Linked DNA regions of Mus musculus: regions 1, 2 and 3 are each linked to region 4. The links are chromatin contacts, called in public HiCAR-type, HiChIP or PLAC-seq and Micro-C maps. All regions are on one chromosome and are shown on one strand. Each heading gives the region's core, a stretch centred on a gene start, on an enhancer-like site or on the middle of the called end of the contact. The rest is flanking DNA. Distances are from core to core; before and after follow the strand shown. Region 1 holds the start of Akain1 (A kinase (PRKA) anchor inhibitor 1). Region 2 holds the start of Zbtb14 (zinc finger and BTB domain containing 14). Region 3 holds the start of Alk (anaplastic lymphoma kinase). Region 4 holds the start of Lpin2 (lipin 2).

Region 1 (2,805 bases), core at 91-2,590, 1.7 Mb after region 4:
GAAATGCTTTCTTTTTCTTCTCCAATGTCTGTTCCCCTGCCCAGGACATTTTCAAACCTGTTTCTCAAATTAAAGACCCCCAAAGCTGACAGAGTGATGCTATGTGTTTCCTACTACCTGCTGTACACTGCCCCTAAAAAGAAGTACAGCCAAAACAAACAAAAACAAGAAGGGGAACTGCGAGAGGGAGTCAGGGCAGGCAAACTGAAAAAGAAGGTTAGAAAGATGAAAGAGAAAAACCAGAGAGAGAGAGAGAGAGAGAGAAACTTTGGACGTAGAAATGTTAACTATAAACGGGTCCACGCTTCATTCAGCCCACCACACACACACACACACACACACACACACACACACACACACCTAGGTCGAGGCCCTAGCAGAAGCACCTGAACGCGCGTGCGCGTGCACAGAGAGAGAGAGAGAGAGAGAGAGAGAGAAAGAGAGAGAGAGAGGGGGGGGAGAGGGAGAGAGAGAGAGAGAGAGGAGAGAGACTGATAAACCCGCCAACCTCAGATAAATTTGACTCTTCAACTTGTAGCCTCCAATCGCAGCAAAAGGACGAAGGTCCTTCGCCACCTGCCAGCAGAAGACGCTGCAAGCGCCCGCGGCGCCGCAGTAGCCTCTCTCCTGCTGCAGTCCCGACAGAGTTTCAGATCCAAATCCATAGGGCTAGCGCTCCTCTTCCCCTCGCCCCGCTCCCCTGCCTTCGACCTCCTCTGGAGGCCCGGAGGAAGGAAGCAGGGCACTTTGCCACTTCTAAGGAAGGGGAGGAGAGGCGGCGACAGAGACTCCCACAGAAGGAGCCCCAAGCCCTGTATCCTTCTCCCCACTCCCCGCCCGCACACCCGCGCAGGTCCGATGCTGGCGAGTGGGCCACTTGCCAAGGTGTCGGTGCTCACTCCGGGTGCCGGGATTCAGGCGGGACTGTGAGACGGAAAGGTTGGGGTTGCAGATGAGGCGGGTGTGGGAGAGGGGCGACCCGGCGGTCTCCACCCCCCGGGCCACTGCAACTCCAAAGCACGCATAGGGACCCCCGTCGTCTTAAAGGCCTTCCCTCCGGGTGCGTTCGCCTCCCGCCCCGCTCCCCGCCTGGACGTCTGCGGAAAAAGAAGATAAAAGAGTACCTGGAGCGAACACCATGACTTCCTTCAGCCGCTACACCCTTGGGTTTCTAGAGGTGGACAGACAGAGGGCGGGAGCCGACGGGGGACCGGGGAACCGCGGGGCCGGGAGCAGACGGGCGCGCAGGGTGCGGGCGGGACGGTCAGCACCTCGGACAGCTCCCTGCGCGCGGTCCCGGGCCGCGGCTCAGCGCTGGGCGCGCGCTGCCTCCACAATGCACCGCTCCGCCGGCGGGAGGAGGAGAGGCAACCCGGCTCAGCTCCTCCTCGGTCCCCGCGCCAGCTTGGCGATTCACCGCCGAAGGAGCAGGGCGCTTCTACCGCTTCCACCGAAGCAGGAAGGACGGAAGGGGAAGCCAGACAGAAAGGTAATTGCCCGGTTTCCCGGCAGGCGCACAACTAATTGCTTCTAACTACCTGCTGTCACTCACCCCCAGGGATGCCGGGCTGACATTTAAGATGAGTTTGTCCCTTTCCCCACATCGCACTAGACTTTACTCCAGAGGCTGAGTTCTTGGAGTGTGGCTGTCTCTGAACAGAGGGAGGAACCACCAAGTTAACCCGTCTTTGCTGTTCACGACTTCTCTGGCTGCCCCAGGCCTCTCAATGTCAGCAAGAGAGCTAAAAGAGAAAAACAGGATGACCTTGCAATGCATGCATGACAAGGGCGCTGCTCGCGGGTCCTGTTCCCCGTGACCACTGGGTCAACTCCCACATTTGCAGGTTCTCAAGGTCATAGCCTGAGAGGAAACGGTGTTAGTCACTGCAAAAAAAAGTACAGATGAGACATGTCTCGGACAAACTCCAACTTCTGCACGGATGAGGAAAAACATCTCTGACATTGATTACATACTTAAGAGCTTGCCCAGATCTGGTTCAGTTGGTATCTGCGCCCTTTACAGTTGGTTCCACCCTGAACAAGGACTTGCTGGATGCTCACTGCAGGCTCCTAACCCGTAGTTCACTTGAAGATATCTGTTCCCTGATTAATGTTGGTGCGGTGTAGGCAACGCTCATTAGATGCCACCAGCTTGCAACACGCGCGTGTGGGTTTCAGTGACAGAGTCAAAAACCACATAAGGATCCCCTTGCCTTGGCTTTTATCCTCCATCTCTGTAGTTGAATGGGGTTGTCCAAAACCAAAGGCAATCAGAGTTTTTGGGCATTCTTCACCTTTTCCTGGAAATAATAGCGCTGTTCTAAAAGCACAGTACTAACAATTTGATTAAAAGCCTTAAGCTCTACCCTGTTTTGGCAAACATAGGCATTTAAATAGCCAGGCTGGCACCGAGTTTGTTCAAAGCCATAATAGGTTGAAAATGTAAATAGTTTCACAAATCTTGAACTACGGTTATCATGGAGGCATCTGGGCAGCTTCAACACAACACAGTCACAAATGCTCTTAGCACCTGGTGTCATAGGAGATGAAACAGATGGGGCCTGCCTCAGCACGATGCAAATCAGCCAATGGGTAGGAAAAATACCCATGCACAAAGGGGTGGAGTCCTCTCATATGCCCAAGATACACCCAAACCCTTGGGAACAAAAACTATCTGCCCCTCTAGTTTCAGCACCGTGGGACACATGAAGCACTATTTGAGATTTGCTTGAATGACTGCCGACTGCTTTAAATAAACACCCCTCCACCACCCTTAATTTTTTACAACTTTGTGTGTTCATGGCC
Region 2 (2,889 bases), core at 389-2,888, 1.8 Mb after region 4:
CTGATCAGGGGCAAGCCAGATCTACAGGAAGAAAGGCACAGATTAAGTAAGATTTTTTTTTTCTACATTAAATCCTAAACCAAGTATTTACAAGAGTCACAAAACACTCTGTCCCACCTCTTGCCTATGAACCGTTTTTTGGGGAGACACTGTGAGGCTAACAGTAGTCAGGTCTGGTTCTATGTAAGGACTAGACCCGGAGTAGTCCGTGGTATATATTCTTGAAAACATCAGCACATATATGTTCTTTATCCACACCACTTCCTGTTGGGTGCACATTTTCCTTTAAGAACTATAGACATCTAGATGCATGTTTGAATATCGGACGGCTGCAGGAACACACATACCCAACAGCTAAAGAGTGGAGAAATAAGCATGCCACTTTGTCTACTACACAATTACAAACTTGTCTCCAAGACTGCCATGGAGAAATCTTACATTTTTCTCCCTCCATCCCCGGATGCAGGTTCAAAGAATTTTCTTTCGTTCTTAACTCTCACCCAAAGAACTCCACATCCTGCAGCCCAACAGGCTTTGAAGAACAAAAATTTCCTCTACTGACCACCAATCCCACAAGTGCAGTAGAAGCAGGTGGCCGTGTTACAATACAGTCCTACACAATGACTTTGTCCGAGATTCCACCAAAGGGTCGACATCCTGAGAACCCATAACAAGTTCATACTATAGGAATCACAGGGCTCTGAGTTAGCAGGCTTTCCCATGTGCACGGAGTGAGGGCTGGTAAGATAGTTTCTAAGGATGCTCCCTCCAGTCTTCACCTCAGCCTTCCTGGGTTCTAGATGCACCCTGGGCCGGCAGTCAGCCTAAGGGAAGGCATTCCCTGCAGAAATTCCCTCCGTGGCACTTCTGAGGTCATGGACTTGGGAGAAGAGTGGCCCTATGGTAGCTATGGCAACATATCAGCGTGCGTACGCCTTCTCGATTCTGGTGAGTGTGTAATTCTTTTTCAAAGGAGGTCACAGGGCAATCGGCTCGGTTTTTTTTTCCCCCTATAGAGATGTTCCCATTGCTAAGTTCAAATGAGTCAAACCTGAAGATAACCATTGCCAGTATGTGTGTAAGTAGGTGTAGGACAAGACATAGCCCAACACCTATAATACTATAAAGCAGCTCCTTGCTAGCAGCTCCCCAAATCGCGGGAGCGTTAAGGCGTCCTCACCGAGCACAGAGCCAGGCTTTCCCAAAGCAAACTTACATAAGCAGCCGCAGCCGCCTCCTTATTCCGGAGCAGCTGCGACAATGGCGGCCACACCACTTCCCTGTTGCGACCGCACAACTTGGGAGTGGGGAATCCGGGGCCCCGCGAAAGACATGGGGCGCAGTCCGCGCGTGGGGAGCCCACATTCGCATTTCGCAGCCAATGAGCCGCCGGATGCAGCGAGCCCTCAGCATTCTCTCCTAAACAAAAGCTCCCCTGAGCTGTGCCCGCCAGCGACGGGCCACCTTCCCTTCCACCATCCTCCACTTCTCCAGGTCGCGGCGCGGGCGCGAGGCTCTCTTCCTTGGCCCGCAGCAGCCCCGGCGGCGCGACGAGCTCGGGAGCGGGCATGCGGCCGGTTCCGCAGCCCCGCGCCGCGCCGCGCCCTGCTCCGCCCGCGAGCCCCGAGCTCGCGCCCCGCGCACTCCGCGGCCTGCGCGTCTGGTCCTCCCGCGCCCTCCCGCGGCCAAGGGCGGGGGCGGCGCGCGGCCGGCTCCCCGGAGCTCGGCGGACGCAGGCGGGGGAGCGTGCGCGGGGGGTCCCGTCGGCTCCGGGGGAAACCACAGCTGCGAGGGGCGGCGCCCCGCGGGCCGCGCTCGGGCCCGGCTCGGCCGTCCCCACCCCCACCGCGGTGCACTGCGGCGCGGAGAGCCAGGCGGCCATGAACTCGGCCGCGGAGAGAGAGCGCGCGCGCGGGGCCGCCGCCTGGCCTCTTCCCCACCCGCTCGCTGGCCTGCGCAGCCACCGGGGACGCCCGGCCCCCCACGCCCAACCGCGGCCCACGCCCCGATCCCGCTCGCACCGCGCTGCGCCGCCACATCCTGCAGCTGGCTGCTGCCCCGGAGCTCGGCGGGAACGCGCCTCCTCGCAGCCGCCCCGGCCGCGCCCGCCGCCGGCTGCCCCCGCGTCCCCGCGCCCGTCCCCGGCCCTTCCAGCACCCGGCCCGCGCTTACCTGCAGCTTGGCACCGCTACAGACGCTCGCTGTCGCTGTGGGCTCCCTCGCTCGGCAGCGCGCAAGCCAGGGACGGGATGGACGCGGGGGCACGGTGGGTGGCAGTGTTTTGGATTTTTTTTTAATTTTTTTTTTTCTGAGTTTGGGGAGGGGGTGGGGTAGGGGGGGAATCGTGCACGTCCCTGGTGGTGGCAGCCCTCCTCCTGCACGAGCACACACTAGCCAACCCGCCGCGAACACCCCCACCACCCCCCTCCCCGTGCATGCGCGGTGCGGGCTCCGGGGTAGTGGGGGGGAGAGAAGGCGCGCCGCCGCTTGCGCAGGCACGGAACTGGCTGGGGCCTCCCTCGTGAGCGAGCGAGGAAAGGGTTAATCTGGGACCTGACGGGTGGTTGCTTTCCCTGGGTCTACGGGGCCGCCCGCGGAGAGCCCTGGCCTGCGCACGCGCGCGCACGCGCGCGGCAAGGGGCGCGCGGAGCCCGCGCGCGGGAGAAGGGGGTGGGCGGGGTCGGGGCGGGGCTTCTGCCGGCCAGGGGAGCGAATGCACGAGCTCCTTTCTCGAGCACCCGCCCCCTCCTGGAGCTCCCGACTCCAGGGCTCCCGCCGGCGCCCGGCCTCGGCACTGCGTCGGGAACGCGGGGAGCCTGCGCTCCCGTGCGTGTGCGTGTGCATGTGCGTGGGCCATGTCTGCCCCTGGGCGCGCACGGTTCGGGCGCT
Region 3 (2,961 bases), core at 292-2,791, 1.4 Mb before region 4:
CAGCCTTGGAGAGAAGGGACTGAGAAATTTGTGTGAACTAAAACTTACCCTTATCTGGGCTTCTGGTGACACACAGCCATTATCTGAAAGAAAAGGAGACTGGAGGGAGAACCTGGCATTTTAAGTAAGTGAATAAATAGAAGGCCTTGAGTGTGTGTGCCACCGCCCCACACAACCTTCTTCCACAGAGTCATATCCATAGCCTCTGGCCTGCTACTCATGGACCGCTAGGGCAAAGTAGCAGTCAAGAGGACTGGAGGGTGGGCTTGGAAGTCTCACATGAGCAAATGATCCAGAACTGGAATTAAAAATATCCGTCTCATGTGTGGTGGTTTATGCTTGTAATCCCAAATCCCAGCACTTGAAAAGCCGGAACAGGATTTCCAAGAGTTCCTAGTCAGTCTAGGCAGTGTAGTGAGTTCAAGCCCAGCCTGGGCTACAAAAACGAGGTCGTATTTCAAAAAAGGCCAAAATAAAAAAAGTGAATAAACAAATAGTGTCGTGGTGGGGTGGTTGCTCAGCGGCAGAGCGTTCGCTTGTCTTATAGAAGGCTCTGAGTTTCATCCCCAGTTTCTGTCTGGAAACCTGTGCAGACACCATTATGAGAAAACCAAGTGGCTGACAGGTCTGACAGCATTTGTTGCGGCTAAAGCCGAAGAAGAACAACTCAGGCTCTCAGGAATGCTTTCAAATAACAGGAGTGTTGGAGAAGGTTCCCTTTCAAGGCTCCAAGGCTCTTGAATCTTGCAGGGCCTCGCTACCCCTGCCTCCTTCTGGTTTTTCTTTGCCTCCAGATTTATTCCGGAACCTGCTCCTCTGAAGTCGGACACATTTAATCTGTTAAATGTATAATTAGACAGAGTGTTTGGTTGCAACGATCGCTTCCAGTTTTCCCATTTATCCAAAATACTCTCTTGTTCGCACAGCGGAGAAATAGGGCAGGCAATCTGGAGGAAGGAACAGGCACCAGCAGCGGGAGGCGGGGCGGGCTTGGTGCTTTTCTCAATGAATACTGAGGCCTCTGCAGATTTGCATAGGAGCAGATCTCGCAGCGGCATTGGCCGGCGGGCTTGGAAGGGGGCGGGGCCGGCTGCGTGGGCTGGGCGGCTGCGCTGAGTTCGCTCTAGAGCCCCGCCCCTCGCGGAGGCCCCGCCCCCCTTCGGCGCGCGCTCGCGGCACTGCCAGCTGCAAGTGGCGGGCGCCCAGGCAGATGCGATCCAGCGGCTCTGGGGGCGGCAGCAGCGGTGGCAACTGGCACCTCCCGCTGCTTCTGTCCAGCGGTTCTCGGGGGGGCAGTAAGACGTTTTCCGTTCGCCCCCTGGCCAGTCAACAAAACCGCGGGCGCTGCTGGTAGGTGAGGAGGGGGCTGGCTACATTGCGGGCTCCTCTGCCCGGAATGTTTTCACTAGTCGCCAGCGGCCAGGGCCGCCCGGGTGCTTGGGAGTGAACTCCGAGGAACCAAGACGTCGGTGACGGCAAGGACGCTGCAAACTTGCGCGCGTGGAGGCAGCGGGAGCCTCCTCTCCGCAACGCAGAGCTCGTGTTCACGCCCAGAAGTTCAGCGGGCAGGGTGATCGATCCGAAGACTTCCTGCAGCGGAGGTCACTTGAGGGGGCGCTAGAAAGCAGCCCCCTCCGGTGGTCCTTGCCTAGACCTGGGAAGGAGCGCAGAGGAGGTGACAGGAGCGGAGGACGTGGGCAAGACAGTGACCGACTCGGAGCCACGGTTCACAGCCTGGAAAGTTGCAGAAGATTGGAAGCTAAGAGGAGAGCTCTGGTCGCCGAGGGCTCCTTGAACGGTACCTAATTGCCACCTCCCTGGTCCCTGAGCAAAGGCCTCTACAAATGGGGCGCAGCACGGCGAGAGGCGCAGGATCCAGCTGTTGAGCCCAGGGTGTCTCACTGTCTCCGAACTACCCCCTGACTTTGTCTTCCGTTTTGCTGAGAACCCTTCTCGCCTCCTTGTAGCTTGGGAAAAGCAAGGGCGCTCTATAGTGTACACACAGTCCCTGAGATCTAGTGGAAGGAGCCATTCAGGACCAAGGACTATTTGGAGCCCTTTCCTGTTTGGGGGAGAGTGAAGGGCGAGGCTGGACCAGCAAGGGAAGGGAGACTAGTGTAAACTCGCCCTCCAGCGGGATGGGAGCTGCTGGGTTCCTGTGGCTGCTGCCTCCACTGCTTTTGGCAGCAGCCTCGTACTCCGGAGCTGCAACCGATCAGCGCGCGGGTTCCCCAGCCTCAGGGCCTCCTCTGCAGCCCCGGGAGCCGCTCAGTTATTCGCGCCTGCAGAGGAAGAGTCTGGCAGTGGACTTCGTTGTACCCTCGCTCTTCCGCGTCTATGCCCGAGACCTGCTGCTACCGCAGCCACGGTCCCCCTCGGAGCCCGAGGCTGGCGGGCTGGAGGCGCGGGGATCACTGGCCCTGGATTGTGAGCCTCTGCTCAGGCTGCTGGGGCCACTGCCTGGAATCTCCTGGGCAGATGGAGCCAGTTCTCCTAGTCCCGAGGCGGGTCCGACGCTGTCCAGGGTGCTGAAGGGAGGCTCGGTGCGCAAGCTCAGGCGTGCCAAACAGCTGGTGCTGGAGCTGGGCGAGGAGACGATTCTTGAAGGCTGTATTGGTCCCCCAGAGGAGGTAGCGGCTGTGGGGATACTCCAGTTCAACCTCAGCGAGCTGTTCAGCTGGTGGATTCTCCACGGCGAAGGGAGGCTGAGGATCCGCCTGATGCCTGAGAAGAAGGCATCGGAAGTGGGCAGGGAGGGAAGGCTATCCAGTGCGATCCGAGCCTCCCAGCCCCGCCTTCTCTTCCAGATCTTCGGGACGGGTGAGCAGCTCCCACTAGAGTGTGTTGGGATTTGCATTTTTAGTTATACGACATGTAGACACTGCTAACTAACTCTTATTCTTCTAGCCCCCTTTTCATCGTACTTGAACTTAGACCCGTGGTTTCTTTTTATGTGCTTAA
Region 4 (2,724 bases), core at 120-2,619:
CCCATTTCCAGAGCCTCTTAAGCATACAGCTGCTCTGCCGAATCTCAATTTTGCCACAAACGCGAAAGTAGACCCAGCCATTTCATTTCTAGCATGCTACAGCTATTCTGCTACTACCTCGAACTTGAAGATCGCTGGGGCCGATAAACCACAATCAAGAACACATTTAACTAGGAGGAAGCCCGTAGGAGGCTACCCACGGGCAATGTGAGAGGGCACACCGGGCAGGGCAGCCCAACGAGGGCTAAAACACCTGTTTCCTCCCACACTTGGTGGCTGGCTGGGTTGCTAACCCAGTCTAGCAATACCTGCCACGATTCGTAGTTTTAAGCCAGTGAAAGCAATCAATGTCGGATCAACACAGACACTAACCGGCAAATGATCCCAAAATAGATTTCAAAATTCAACTTGTGTTATCATAACGTTTTAAATTAGTGAGGCGAGGTTCGGTACCAACTTAACCAGCATCCCTACTGCTGGGCAAATGAGCTTCAGCGCCATGCAAGAGCCTCAGTTTCCATTTTTAATTTTTTTTTAAGTCTCAAAGATGCATTAAAATAAGTGTGTGGCCGCTTGTTCAGTAATCCCTCAGTGCCTCTCCAAGTATCCTGCGTTCCAGTACTTTCTGAAAGCGAGGGCGATCTTCCTAGTCTTGTTCTGCATAATTATGGCTCCGAAACGCCATCCTAAATTTGAATGAAAATAATTTTCTTAGGCTGGGGTGGATCCGCGGCGCTCAAAACTGGGCCTCAGAGCTCCGGTTCCCACAGCCGACAGAACCTTCCAGGGCCCCGGGGGTCGCCGGCAACAGGCTACTCACATCTAAACCAGGTCCGCGGCCTGCAGGAGGCGGCGGCGACGGCGACGGCGGCGGCGGGCAAGCCAACGGCCTGAGGGAATAACTGCACCTCGCCAGTCCCGGCCGGGGGATGACCGCGACCGCGCGCCGGCGTCCGCTCCCCTCCCCCAGGCCCGGGGCTGCGGTCCCCGGGCGCGCCGCCCGCGGCTCGGAGGACCGCTGCCGACGTGAGGGTCTCCGCAGACGCCCGCGCGTCCTCAGGCGGCGCGGCCGCGGCTACGTGGCCCACGCGAGGCGAGGCCGCGAGCGGGGACGCGGCCCCCCGGGAAGCCCCGGCGCTGTCTCCGGCCCGCTTACCTGCGGCACCGCGCGCGGCTCTCACTCGGCGGACTGTTGTGCAGCCCCGCAGGGATGCCCCAAGAAGCGGGGGAGCAGGGGGCGGGGCCGCCGCCTCCGAAGCCGCGGGCTACAGCGGAGCCCGCCGGGCCTCATGAATGGGACGCGGCGGCGGCAGCAGCGGCGGCGGCGGCCGAGCTGGCGGTAGACTGCGCGCACGCCCCGCCCCGGCCCGGCCACGTGACGCGAGCTCCGCCCCCGCCGGCCGCGCGCCTGGAGCCCTGGGCCCCTCCGGGGAGAGAGCAGCTCGACGCCGGCGCCGGCCTCAGAAGGGCGCTTTAAAAAAAAGTTTCCTCCGGTCCCCATGGCAACCTTGCGGCGCTGCGTCGGGCTTCAGAGTCCAGCTACCAAAAAAGAGTGCAAACGGTCTGCTGCATAATGGTGTCCCCGCGTAACGCGAGTGCACCATCATGGGATCACTGCAGAACCCGTATCTTTCCTTATTTACCCTTGGAGCTCGGTGATAACACCGCCTACTTAAAAAGTGCACTTTAACGGCTGCAGCTGCGAGTGTTAGTGACGGCGGCTGTTTTTCGTCTTGTATATCTGCAGCTGGTTCTTTCGATGGAAGGCCATGGCATCACTTCTAAATGCTTGTTAATTTCTTCGTGCTCACCGCGAGCATGAACAGTGTGACACAGTCTTCCGGCCGCTGAGCCATGCATTTATACAAACTCTCTCCGGTATGGGCCTGGGCACAGCAGTTTCTTTGCAACAATGAAGCGCGGTGAGCATAGTCTGTGCTGGGACCCGGGAAACCTTTCGTTTCCCTGCCTAAGTACCGCCGTGTGGAATTCAACCAGATTGCCTCAGTAGTTACCAAGGTCCACAGAGACACCCAAACCTACTGGGATTTTTCACTTCAGCGTGGCTCTTCATCTGATCTACCAGTGAAAGAAATGTTTTCAAGGTTGAAAGTTTCCCGTAAATGCTCGAGAAATACTACTCCTCCGCTGTGGGGAAGTGCAATTAAACCCAGAGAACCCAGTCCTCAATCCCCAAGTCAATGCACTGGGAACAGCTACACCTTCATTCCCATTGGGAGCCCAATGTAGCTTGCAGCCCAGACTGTAGAACACGCTGTTACTGTTTGTTCTCTAGCTTCTCATTCTTGACTTTTCCTGTTTCTCTCGGGATAGTTTCATTACCTCCTACCTTGGGAGGGAAATATTCTCACGCTTCCTTCCTCTCATCATGCAGAAAGCAGCAGACAACCCGCCCTTCCTCTGTCACCGCCCCCTCTGGGCTTTGACACCTTACTCAGAAGGATTGGTTCATGTTTATAGTATTTTCCTCATTCTCTAGTGGCTGCCTGCTTCATGCTACTACTGAGGCAGAAGAGGAACTAATTAAATATTTGTTGACTGTTCCTCGACTTCCCCCAGCTGATACCTGTAAAGTTGGGGCACACCCAACTCCCATCTGCTTCACTGCCCAGAGTCTTTCCTCACCTTCTGACCCTACCACCTTCCAGTTTCATGGCCAAGAACCTTCCCCCACCAATCATCGGTCTGCTAGTCTAGATGTAT

What was found. A called contact is a pair of places that touch in the nucleus more often than the background predicts. HiCAR-type assays count read pairs that join an accessible place to other places. HiChIP or PLAC-seq counts read pairs in DNA pulled down with a chosen protein or histone mark.
Region 1: a HiCAR-type map of astrocytes shows a contact between it and region 4, with 3 times the contacts expected there. The contact joins the promoter of Akain1 here to the promoter of Lpin2 in region 4. A contact is called at or near these places in 3 of 39 promoter capture datasets (embryonic stem cells, hippocampal neurons and pre-B cells) and 1 of 115 datasets of contacts at active chromatin or transcription factors (astrocytes).
Region 2: a contact with region 4 is called in a Micro-C map of embryonic stem cells, with 13 times the contacts expected there. The contact joins the promoter of Zbtb14 here to the promoter of Lpin2 in region 4. A contact is called at or near these places in 4 of 39 promoter capture datasets (hippocampal neurons, liver, pre-B cells and 1 more), 2 of 484 Hi-C or Micro-C datasets (both in embryonic stem cells) and 2 of 115 datasets of contacts at active chromatin or transcription factors (astrocytes and stem cell-derived neural progenitor cells).
Region 3: a contact with region 4 is called in an H3K4me3 HiChIP or PLAC-seq map of embryonic stem cells, with 6 times the contacts expected there. The contact joins the promoter of Alk here to the promoter of Lpin2 in region 4. A contact is called at or near these places in 2 of 115 datasets of contacts at active chromatin or transcription factors (astrocytes and embryonic stem cells).

The regions. Positions count from the first base shown.
Region 1 is chr17:69,437,861-69,440,665 of GRCm38.p6, reverse strand. It overlaps Akain1 (A kinase (PRKA) anchor inhibitor 1), which reads right to left and starts at 1,340. Exons shown (of 2, transcript NM_001145192.1): 1 at 1,125-1,340. The coding sequence starts at 1,140. A930029G22Rik (a long non-coding RNA gene) reads left to right here and starts at 426. Exons shown (of 2, transcript XR_003952217.1): 1 at 426-1,489.
Region 2 is chr17:69,382,553-69,385,441 of GRCm38.p6, reverse strand. It overlaps Zbtb14 (zinc finger and BTB domain containing 14), which reads right to left and starts at 1,638. Exons shown (of 3, transcript NM_009547.3): 1 at 1,217-1,638; 2 at 1-21. Gm49894 (transcription initiation factor TFIID subunit 4-like) reads left to right here and starts at 1,261. Exons shown (of 3, transcript XM_030250167.1): 1 at 1,261-1,342; 2 at 1,431-2,266. The coding sequence starts at 1,261.
Region 3 is chr17:72,602,887-72,605,847 of GRCm38.p6, reverse strand. Alk (anaplastic lymphoma kinase) reads left to right here and starts at 1,541. Exons shown (of 29, transcript NM_007439.2): 1 at 1,541-2,820. The coding sequence starts at 2,139.
Region 4 is chr17:71,182,177-71,184,900 of GRCm38.p6, reverse strand. Lpin2 (lipin 2) reads right to left here and starts at 1,369. Exons shown (of 20, transcript NM_001357791.1): 1 at 1,157-1,369.